2 separate regions of the Pan troglodytes genome follow, and region 2 is linked to region 1. The links are chromatin contacts, called in public Hi-C maps. All regions are on one chromosome and are shown on one strand. The core of a region is the stretch at or near the end of the contact, and the rest is flanking DNA. Distances in the headings are between cores, read along the strand shown.

The links. A called contact is a pair of places that touch in the nucleus more often than the background predicts.
Region 2: a contact with region 1 is called in a Hi-C map of stem cell-derived neural progenitor cells, with 5 times the contacts expected there. The contact joins the promoter of MARCKS here to the enhancer-like site in region 1. A contact is called at or near these places in 1 of 7 Hi-C or Micro-C datasets (stem cell-derived neural progenitor cells), 1 of 1 datasets of contacts at active chromatin or transcription factors (stem cell-derived excitatory neurons) and 1 of 1 other capture datasets (stem cell-derived neural stem cells).

What each region holds. Positions count from the first base shown.
Region 1 is chr5:125,041,521-125,047,488 of NHGRI_mPanTro3-v2.0_pri, forward strand. No RefSeq gene overlaps it. Among named protein-coding and RNA genes, the nearest start is that of MARCKS, 710 kb to the right of the region's middle. Within about 2 kb of position 3,056, at least 4 of the 24 cell types and tissues checked have an H3K27ac peak or open chromatin away from gene starts, as enhancers often do. A contact at or near this core is called in stem cell-derived neural progenitor cells and stem cell-derived neural stem cells, where this site is marked.
Region 2 is chr5:125,749,444-125,755,585 of NHGRI_mPanTro3-v2.0_pri, forward strand. MARCKS (myristoylated alanine rich protein kinase C substrate) reads left to right here and starts at 4,839. Exons shown (of 2, transcript XM_001159872.7): 1 at 4,839-6,142.

The sequences.
Region 1 (5,968 bases), core at 1,806-4,305:
GGTACTAGGCTTATTACCCGGGGAATGAAACCTTCTGTATGCCAAACAACTGTGCAAACAATTTACCTATATAACCAACCTGCATCTGTACCTTTGAACTTACAATAAAAGTTAAACAAAAAAAAAAATAAGTAAATAAACACACATTGTACACCTTTCAAAAAAATTTACTCTAACTAAATCATAGACCTAAATGTACAATTCAAAACTTTAAAATTCTAGGAGAAAATCTAGGAGAAAATCTAGGTTACTTTTTGTTTGGTAATGAGTTTTTAGATACAGCACCAAAAGCACTAAAGCAAAAATAGATAAGTAGTACTTCAACAAAATTAAACACAATGACATTTGGCAAAATTTCCTGCCATATAAGAAATAGCTACTTAAACTTTTTGTTTAACTCACTCCCATGGCTTTAAGGTTGCTTTGTGTTTATTTAATAAAAAATTAATAACAACATATATCCATATAATATTTTTATGGACATATTACTTTAACAAACTTCTTGTCGCTGATATGTCCGGGATTCTGTTCGTTGGCCGGGACGGGGCAAGACTTATTACCTTCAGGTAGAGAGGAGACACAGAGGCTCAAAATGGTTAAAAGACTGGTTAAGGATATAGAGTTTGTTGATGGCAGAGGTGAATCTGTTACTGAGGCCTTCTAATTCCTACCCCAGTGGTCCAAAGAAAACACTGACCCAGAGTATCAACACTGCACTTGACTTACTAAAAGTGACAAACTGTACTAATGGAAGAAGCCACATCACCAAAAATCCAATCGTACTATTATTTCATAGGCATACACCTATTGTGTAGGTAGCCCCCTACACATTTTGGAGGAGAAGCCAAAAGACACAGTAAGTTCCACAATAGAAAACATGACCTTCCATCTATTGCTTAAATTATAACATCAAAGATAAATTCTGGTCCTTCTACCTTCTAGCTATGAGATCTTGGGCAAGTTATTTAACTTTTCTAGGCTAGTATTTATCGATATAATAGGCATAATGCAAATAGCAACCACAAAGTAGTATTGTGAGAATTAAATGCATTAATGCAAGTAAAAGACTCAAAATAGTGCCCTGCACATATTAAGCATTTAATTATTGTTAACTATGACTTAATTGCCCATAAAAATAATTCAGGAAATTCTTTTTAAGGAGTGTAATGAGAGATCACTCAAGTCCAATAAACATTATTTATGTGTAATATTCACTACAGCTACACATTCTCAACTCTTTGAAGATCAGCTATTTTTCCTGTTGAGCAATTCATTAGTCATGGTTCTGGTCTTGAGAAAGCGCATGTGGAGCTGAAACCTTACCTTTCCTTCCCTAAGAGAACCAATGTCACCCACTCTGCAGTCACGATTGGATAATTGAAAATCTTGTAAAGAGAAAAAAATGTTGCTTGAAGGCCTCAAATCCTAGACATGTTTCTGATTCAATTTGGTCAATTATTTTTTTTCTCTTTGTGATACAAGTATATAAATACTGATTCTGTAGCCTAATAAATGAACTGAGTGTGAACTCCTTGATGAAGACTCTTTCATGATAGTGATTAATGGGCTGCAAATATTTTGAAATAAAAACCTGAAACCACAAACTAGTCATATAGTTGGCTAAATATTTTGTTTGGGTGCTCACATCCAACCTACAGATAACCTTGTGTTAACCCTGTATTCCAAACCAAGAACGAAAGGCTGGGGTTTTCAAGAGGGCGATTTGTGGTTTGGGTTTGGTCTGTCTGAAAAGAGCTGTGGCTCACAGTCTTAACGAGGTTCATCTTCCAAGTCTCTGACCAACTGAGCAGAGGTTCTCACAGAAGCAAGTTGTGACAGCTGGAATTTGGCATCCACAGCTTCTTAGAAAAGGCTGCTGATCCCAGACTGATAGTTTTAAAACCTTCAAACAAGACTGTTACCATTCTTGAAATTTGTTTCAGCAGGCGCCAGGGAGGAATGTTACTGCCCCTCATTGCTAGACGGGAGTCTCGTCCCAGCATAACTGAAGATCTTCTGGGCTCTGGGCTCCTGCCTCATGCAGAGATTATGTTTCCCTGTCTGTGGCAGGATGCTGGCAAAACCACATGCTTTGTTTAAACTTATATGGAATGAGTGGTAAGATCAGCAAAGGCCCTTAAGGCCAATGTCAAAAGGCCATCACCATATGAGAGAACTGAGCAAAATGCACTGAGGACAAGCAATTTGTCTGAATCTTGCAGAAGTAGCTTTTAAATCCTTTATAAAAAATTAAGATTTATTTTTGAATTTTGATACATCTTGTCCAGCTTGTAATTTGTTCACTCTCATGCAAAAGAAAGCATACATATGCTATTAACTCTTGACTATGTAGAATATAAAACTCACTTTGTAGGTGATTCATGGTCTTTCATTTCCCTCTTTAATTTTTCATTTTTTCTAATGCTTTAGGACTAAATTATTTCTTCTATCAAAAAAATAAAAGTCAGCAAGGAATAAGAAACTAAATATTTCCTTCTTTGTAGCATCTTTGAGAAAAACAACTCTCAACCCTGGAGCACGACTTTGTGATTGGTGACAGTTAAAGACCATAAAATATTTATGTGAGGATAAGTAATTTTTTCTAATATTTCAGGTTCTTGTTCTGTCACTTACTAGTGTGTGATCATGGGCAAGACTCCAATCCTCTAGAAGCCTAAATTCCCTATAGTAAACAATAATAATAAAGTTACGTGTTGGTTGTGTGGATTTAATGACTAAATATGACAATATTATTTGAAAACAATAAGTGTTACATTATATTGTTATAATCTTTGCTCATGGTAATTCAATTAAATCTTTATATTTTCTGATATTTATAAAATAGAATTTAAAATTATAATATTGATAGATTTATTAAGTTAAATAAAAGTTTTATTTTTAAGTCACGCAAAATCGAGAAGGAAAAAGAAAATAGCAAACCGTGAAGAGTTAGACCAGGCCAGTTGGAGTCAGAACTTTAATAATTACCTCCTAGAAGCTGGAGGGGTCAGCCAAGAGGTACTTCTGGTACTGTGGGACTCCAGCATGCCCCAATGGCTCAGGAAGGAATCCTGGGCTTGAAATTTCAATTGCTTTAGTCATCATCCCTTTCAGTGTCAGTGAAAGCCAACGGTAAGGACAAATTCACAGAAAGAGTTAACAGGATGAGGGCAAATAAAGACCCAGGATTGAACTCTGGGGGTAGGGAAGGAACAGTATTTAAGGAATGCTTGGAAAAATATGACTATCCAAACCTGAGAAGCAATACCTAGCAAATTAGGAGGAAAACCTAGACTGAATGGTTTTTCTGAGACCTAATGGGCAAAATTCCAGGAAGGAAAATGTAGTCATTTGTTGTGCTGTCAATGCCACTGAGAAGTCAAATAAGATGAAAACTGGAAAAGGTACCGTAAAGAGGCCAGTAATGAGATTGTATGAGCAGCTTAAATGAAATGAGGGAAGGGTCTAGATTTCAGTGAGTTGAGGTCGGACTAACAATGAAGTAAAGAAAGACAGCAAATGTGGAACACTCCTCATCTTTTTGTTTTAAGCCAGGAGACACTTGATATTGAAAAAATATCTTTAGATAAATGAGAAAGAAAGTGCAATCCCAGGAGAAAAAGAAGGATCACTGATGGAGTAAGTTCTCTTAGGAGCTGAGAGGGTGAAATACCGTGCATTGGCAGGAAGATTAGATATGAGGTGGAGAGAGAAAGAATGGAGGGAGATCAGGATAGCACAGACAGGGAAGTTTACAGGTTTAGAAGCAGGAAAGAAATTGAGCATCTCTATTTTATATATGAAATGATCAACCTTAGCATGCTGCTATATATATTATATTTAGTATATTTCAACAGAGCTCAATGCAATGAAAATAAAATGGGAAAATTTAATTTGAGCTATTCATCTTTATAGTTAAATAGTGACCAAAAGAGGTGCAGAAACAAAACACTATAAATAACTGTTTGCTCATACATTTCAATTAATATATTGAGAGCTTAAGAAGTGTCAGAAAGTTTGTTTTTACTGAGGGTACAAAAGAAAAAGTGAGATTTAGTTCCAACATGAAGGATAATAACTAACCGTACAAGGCTATGGCTTGACTGTAAGAATTCTTAACATCAGAATGGACTCCTTGCAAGAAAATCAAGTATTTTACAGCTAGCTGGAAAACACCATGGTTACTGTTTTGTCTGGGACTATTTAATAACTAAGCATGGACCTGTTGCCTGGGTGGGGATTGACAATGTGTCTTGTTCAGGCAATGAATCTCTAGAACACTTCTGAGGCATTTAAGACTATGAAATTGAATCTTGTGTGGCATAAAATCGGTCCCACAAATTTAAAAGCAGGACAGAATGTAGATATTCCCCAATATTTTTACAATGTGCAGAATCTTACAAAACAATACATGTAATATTGTTTCTATACTACTCATAGATGATTAGTATTATAACAAAGAAAGCTGTTAATACTTAAGTTTAGTATATTTGGGTTGAGATACCTTTATTGAGAAATGAATTTGCCTTTTGGGAAGTTATTCTAAATATCCAGGAGCGTGTGTGTGTGTGTGTGTGTGTGTATTCCATTATAAAAACTTTAAATAAGTTCAGTAAACATTGAAATTTACCATGCAAGTATATAATATTAATTTTCAGTAGCTTATACTTTGATATATATTTACTAGATAGAATTAACTAAATCGTTCTCCTAATAGCAAAACTTTAACTTGTGAATTAGTGTAAGATCATTTTAGTTCCACTCTGATTTTTACATTGATTAACAAGACATGGAAATTGTAAATTAAATTCTTAGAAAAATTTAGGAATTGTCCCATAAAATTATCTGTGTGTGTGTGTGTGTGTGTGTGTGTTTGTGTATTCTTAGAATTGTAAAAAGCCTGTAAGAAACGAGATGTTTTGAATTAGTCTGAAATTAGTATTCAATAACAGGTATGTGCTTTTGTAAGAATGTGTTAGGTCCCAATGTCTTAATTTTGATATTCAATTGAATGTTTGCTGTTTTAGACTTGTGTCTTTTGTTTCCTATTTTTCTTCCTGTTAAGAGTTACAGATTTTCTGGGAGGTTTCAGCCCAGTATAAAAGAGAAGCTCTGTCTACATGTAATAAATGCACAGAAATACACACATGTATAGATACTTGAGCAACTACCATGCTATTCAATTTTTGGGTAGAACTTCTCTTGAGACCGAACTTCTGTGAGATGGATTTGACATTGCAGAACAGATTAGGTAGCCACAGAAGTGAGCTATCCTTTTCATTATTCTTTTCAATGGAGGACCTGCTGTAGGAATATAGTAAGTGATGCAATTTACAGAAACTAATATCTTACGTTATCACTTGTTATGAAGTCAGAGTTCCAAGCCTGAAAAGTATTTAATCTGCAATTGTTTTGAATTATTCATCCTTTTTAAAAACTGTTTTCTCAGGCAAGAAAACAAATAACTACATCCGAAGTTTTCTAAGTTCTAGTGAACAACAACTCAAGGAGAACCATTTAATTGCATAAGTTTAAGATAGATTTAAAAATTTCAAGAAGCCAAAAATTTTTTTACCCCAAGTGCAATATATTTTATTACCAATGGAAAATGTGCAAAGGAACAAAAAGAACCACATATCTGGATTTTTAATTTTTTGCACTGTGCAAGAATGGTCAATTTGCCTAAGAGCTAACTTTCCTCAGTAAAACTTGCATATTTTCTCACCCCAAATGACCTTGTGGAAAGTTGTTGATATCGCTTTGCATATTTTCTGTAAATACCACTGTAAATGCCACTAACATGCAACATGTGAATGGACTTATTAGTAACCATTTAAGTTATTAGGAATCTGTGTTTGCTATTTAAGAATCTATTAAGCATAAGATTAATAACTCATTTGCAAAGATATAGCAGATACAATTCTCTGAAATTTTATGAATGATTGATACTTTTATAGACAAAATAATT
Region 2 (6,142 bases), core at 3,589-6,088, 710 kb after region 1:
TATGTATATATGTGTGTATGTGTGTATATATGTATATATGTGTGTATACATATATGTATATACATGTGCGTGTGTGTGTGTGTGTATATATATATGTATGGTTATTTCAATTGGTGTGCCTGAATAGCAATGACTAAAAAATACACTCTTCTTTATAGTGGTTTTGTAGTGATCACCTATTCCGACCATGTGGAGATCTAACATGCCAGAAACATCACTCCTGTTGTAGATGTGTTAGTTCTTGATTCTTCAGACAGATAAGCAGTGACTCTAATGTTTCCTAATTATGAAAGAATCTTTCTATTTGAGTACTACTGGATAGTTAATAAAGAGCACTAAAGCAAAGTCTAAAAGTAAAGAAGCTTGCAGTTTTAGTATCAATTTTAAAAACTAATAAATCTCCTACTACAGGCTGGGGGCAGTGGCTCATGTCTGTAATCCCAGCATTTTGAGAGGCTAAGGTGGGAGAATCACTTGATCCCAGGAGTTCGGGACCAGTCTGGGCAACATAGTGAGACCCTGTCTCTATTTTTTAATTAAAAAAAGAAACTCCAACTACATATAAGATTCTGTGCCTATTACAACCATTTGAGCTCTTATTAGATTCCTAGGTGGCAGAGAGACTTCAATGAACAACGGCTAACACACTATTGAACTTTATTTTCCAAACCTTCCTGAACATCAATTTCCAAATCTGTAAAATGGGAAAATGATACAAGTTCAGGTTCTGTTGGAAGGGTGAAACACAAGCCTAGCGGACTCACACAGTGCTGTCCCTGGTACAGAGTAGGTTATCTTCCCTCCCTCCTCCTCTTTATGCATATCTGCATGAAATAATATAGGATTAACTGACATTGTGCTTTGTAATAGCACTGCCTTTTAATCTATATTCTATTTTTGTGCAAATATTGACTTATAGATATAACACAAATTGGGCATAGGTTAAAAGAGTGAATGGCTGGTAATATTAAAGAGGATGTAGAAAGATATATTTGATATATTGATTAAGCATCCTTGAGATTTATCAACCTCAAATGGGCCCTCATTACTGCTCTAAAGTCTTACCATGCCCAAAAGTCTCAATCCTATGCCTCCCAGTCATTATTCCACACCTTCTATAAGGTCATCAAACTGCAACTCTCCCTTTTCTTCTTTCCTCTTAGCTGAATAGAAACCATCAGAGGGAAACTTTCTCATCTTCCCACCAGCAAATCTATAGGCATCCTCTTGTTCTCTCATTACAGAATATTTTAAAAAGCAGAATGTCTTTTAAAACCCAATTTTTCAGCACGTGCCCTATATCCCCATCCCTTCCTGCCTTCTCAGAAATGTTTTTCCATTCTTTATTCCTTTTCCTCTTTTATCTTCATTTTCCTTTCTACTGTATTAGTTTCCAGATCAGTTAAATGTGCTCTGATGCCTTCCATCCAAGACAGCATAACACAAGCCAAAAAAACATTAAGTGGGTTGAGCATTCCTTATCTGAAATTCTTGGGACCAGAAGTGTTTCAGATTTCAGATTTTTTTGAATTTTGGAATGTTTTCATATACATAATGAGATATCTTGGGGATGAGAACCCAAGTCTAAACACGACATTTATTTATGTTTCAAATATACTTATAAACATAGCCTGAATATAATTTCATACAATATTTTAAATAATATTGTGCATGAAACAAAATTTGTGTACATTGAAATTTATGTACATTGTGAAAAAAATTTGTGTACATTGAACTACTTTAGTACCCTTTGTGGTGTGCTTGCATGGGGGAATCTGGACGTGCAAAGAAAACATATATTGCAGCTGACAGGGGCTGGGGGGATGTTTTTTCTCCTTGGAGACACTGAATAAACTGTGTGTCGTGTATGTGTGTTTTTACCATGACCCCTCACATGAGGCTAGATGTGGAATTTTCCACTTGTGGTGTCATATTAACACTCAAAAATTTCAGATTTTGGATTTCAGATGTTCCCATCAGGGATGCTCAACCTGTCCCAGCCCTCTCCAGCTACTGCCTTGTCTCCCTAAACCTTTACTGAGTCCAGCTTTATAAAGAGGTGACTATGCCATCATCTTCTTCTTCTTCCATTTTATCCTCAACACACGAAATCCAGCTTCCACTCTCAACATACTACAAAAACTGCTCTGGAGCCTGTATCCAGTAGTTTCTGTCCTACAACATGCAATGGAAACATCTCAGTATTTCATTTGAACACTCAACAGCATTTGACAAAACTCACTACTCCTCCTTGAAACACTGTCTTTATTGACTTTCCTGACCCCACACTCTCCTGGCTTTCTGTCTACTCTTTGAGAATTCCTTCTCAGTCTTCTTTGCCATCTTGGCTCCTTTTCTATGGATCCTCTGAGAGCAGAAATTACTCAGGGCATCATTCTGTAATCTCTTATCTTTTGCATTTTCCTGTGACTTGGCTTCTAAAAATATTTTCATGTGGAATGATCACAAATCAGTATTTACATTCAAAACTGTAGTTTGAACTTCAGACTTACATCTGTGAACTTCACTCTTCTACTGAGACGTTTTATAGGAATCTGAAAATATGTTCTAACTCATCTCTCTACCTTCCTCCCAAATCCATGCTGAACTCTTCCTCCTCATGGGCTTTGCTATTTCCTCCATCTGAACACAGCTCTTCACCTCTTTACCTGACTAATGCCTACTCTTCCCTTAGGTTTCCACTTAAATGTTACTTATTTCAAAAGGCCTTCTTTAACCCTCCTAACGAAAGTATACTATCTTATAGCACAAAATAGAACTTCAAATGGTCACATGTACTCCTTATTTTCGTTAAGAGTACATGTGATGGTTTAAAGTTATATTTCAGTCTGTGATCTCATTGTTAAATGCTGGCTTCTCCCCTCTCTTGTTAGGCTAAAAGCATCTGAGTGAGCCATCTGCATTATTAATTACCTCACCTCTTCAAATCTGCTCAAAGTTTGTCTTCTCAATGAGGCCTTTCCCGGCCTATATGGAATTACATCTCAACTCTCACCTGAACTCCCATCTCCCTTATTTTGCTTTAGTTTCCCCCACCACTCCACCCCTCCCACAACACTTACAGACTTCTAACATTTCATATAATTTGCTGACTTACATTTTTTTAACTTGTGCTTTTCTCCCCACCCAAGAATGTATGCTTTATAAAGATTTCTTGTCTGTTTTGTTCACTGACATATCCCAAATGCCTACTACATGATAGGAGTTCAATAAATGCTTGCCGAATGAACTGAGGGGCTATGTCTGTTTTCCTCCCCACCACACTGCAAGCTAATCAATTTCTGTGGAATTAAATTTCAAGTAGCATAAAATCTAAGATGAAGGATGGAGCAGAACACTGCCTGCACAGTGGGATTGCATATGTTGTGAATGCATGAATGCTTCCAGGTGAAAAAGGCGTATTTAATTTGGAATCTACAAAGTGGCTGTCATCTTTTGTATTGTTTTTTAAGCACACAGTTAATCTTGTTTTTCTTTCTTTCTTCACATATTAAGAAGTTTTAAGAAATAATAATACAAATGTAAGCTGCATGAGAGGAAAGACCATGTCCATATTTGTCCCTGGTGTAAGCTGATGTCTAAAGCCTTTTTCCTCGCACTTAGGAGGACCTTAATAAATACTTTAAGAATGAATGACTGACCTACTGAGTGAATCTGTGCCATCAAGGGAAGATGGCAGCACTGGCAGTGGTGGAAAAAGCCAGGACTCAGAATCATCAAGGGGGCTGAGCTCTATTCGTGGCTCTACCATCTGAGAAATCTGGCAACGCTCTGGTGCCTATTTCTTCATCGTTGAGAGGGGGAAGCCAGGTGCTCCAGTTCAACTTCACTAGATGATCTTCTAAATTGGAAGCCCCTGAGGTCAGAGACTGAGTTTATATTGTTCAATGATATGAAAACAAGATCTAGATTATTGTGTTTGGCACACTGGGCCCTCAAGATTTTGTGGAATGGTCTCTAAAATTCTTTCCAACGCTAACATTTTGCAGAAAAATAACAGGTCTCTTAAATAAATTGCTTTTTTTCTAAAAAGAAACCTATACACAGATTATTATTATCTTGCAAATATGTTAGGGCAGGGTGAAAGGGGAGTACAAATAAAAAATAAATGACCGTTTCTTCCTGCTGATTTGGTTACAGACACCGGTTTTACATTTTCACTATGAACTCTTGGGTTCTTTAGTCATACTTATATAAACACTTTTGGCGCTTTATTTGAAACCTTTAACTCTGCGTGTGAGCACACCAAACTCCTGAGGAGCCACACTTGCACTGAACTGCTTCCCTACTAGTTCCACGTTCTTGGCCTTCCTTCCCTGTCATTATGCAGGTTTTCAAGAAGAACCACAACCGTTTCCCATTTCCCAGCCCGTTCTTCCTCACCCATCCTCCGCCGGGACCCCCTTCCCTATAAGCTGAAGAAATCCCTTGCTTGGACGACGCTAGTCGCTGGGGGAGGTTGGGGAAAGGGTGGCCCAGCCCTCAGAGGCCGCCGGCAGCGCCCCCAAGGAGCCTCCGCCTGCCACTTGCTGGGGACTGTCGGCTTTCCAGCTACCGTAGAATGCGCTTGCGTATCAAAAAGAAATCATCTTTCTACTGTAAACTAGAGACCGAGACCGCTCGTGGGGAGGGAATCTATGTGTTTACACTTTTTTTTTTTTTTTTTTTTTTTTTTTGCCCCGGAGCTGCTGCGGGAATTGATTGGCTCCCTTGCGCCCCTGACGCTGGGACTGTCCCCCCGCCCCGCCCCGCCCGCACCCCGCCCGCACCCCGCCCCCTCGCGCGGCCATCTGCTTCGCAGTCTGTCTCCCAGTCTCTCACTCGGCCCCTCTCCCCTCCACCACTCCCAGCCCCCGTCTCCCCCACCGTCACCCCCCAGCGCCGGCTCCGCCTCTTCCCCCTCCCCGGCCCAGTGCTCCGAATCTTCCCCGGCCGTTGCCAGGGAGACCAGCCGATACCAGGCAAATAGGCGTACCAGAAAGAAAAGGGGGGAAAGCTACACTGCAGCCTGGTAACAAAGGAGCAATAAAAGCAGCCCCCAAATGGAGGGCTAAGGACGCGTCTGGGAGAAAATCTGAAAGCGAGCTAGCAGTCACCCCAATTTAAAATAGGAGGGGGATGCGGAGGAAGGGGCATGATTCACGTTGGGGATGGGGGGAAATCAAGAGCCTTAAATGGGCTTTTGGGAATCGCCTGGATGGTGGTGTCGGATCAGCCCAGTTGGCTTTTCAAGTTGGAACTGCTAATACAAGGGATTTGCGTCCATCCTGGCGGCTGGGGTCGTGGGCCAGGCCAGCGGGCTCTCTGAAGGGTAATAACACGTTTGCTGGCAAGATGCATTTCTACGGAAACGTCTTTACATCAGCTCTGGGGAATATGACCATGGTCGAATAATGCATCTGAAGGAACTGGACAGTGAGAAGACGAAGCTTCACGTAACAATGTTCAGCTTGGTGATTTTTAAAGCAACGCTTGAACAAAGAGTTACTGGCTTGAACCAACCGTCTTTTTCACTCAGAGTGTGACCTATTTCCCTACAATGAGCAGAAAATAAAACTGTTTGAGAATTCAGAGCCAGCACCAGGAGAAATGAACCATTCCCTCGACTGCTTCTCACCTTCATAAGCGAAAGATTATTCCTTGCAAGATCACCAAATGTAAACGAGAAAAGGTGGTCTGATTTTGCCACGAGTGAAAACTTTGGGAAGAAAATGCTTATTAAGCTGTTTCCTTCGTTCCCCTCACCCCCCATACTTTAAGTCAGTGCCTTGTCTCTCACACACAAAAAGCGTCTGGTACTTCGGTGGCAAGGAGCGCAGTGACAGATGGAGGTATCCTGTGTACCATTATAGAAGCTTTTCCTCTAACCCAAGTTAGACTTGGAGAGCTCAGGGATCTTGCTATCTCTCAACATACAGAACATTTCTCCTTAGAACTGCAATCCGGTTTAGAATGTCATCGTTGCTGCTGCCTCCCTTCCTTTCAGGAGCACATTCGCCTGCGTGCGCACTCACACACACGTTCAAAAAGAGTCCATTCGATTCTGGCAGTAGGCTGAAAACGATCCATATTGACGCGAATAACAACCCAACTGTAAATATGGATTCGTCTACTCGAGGCT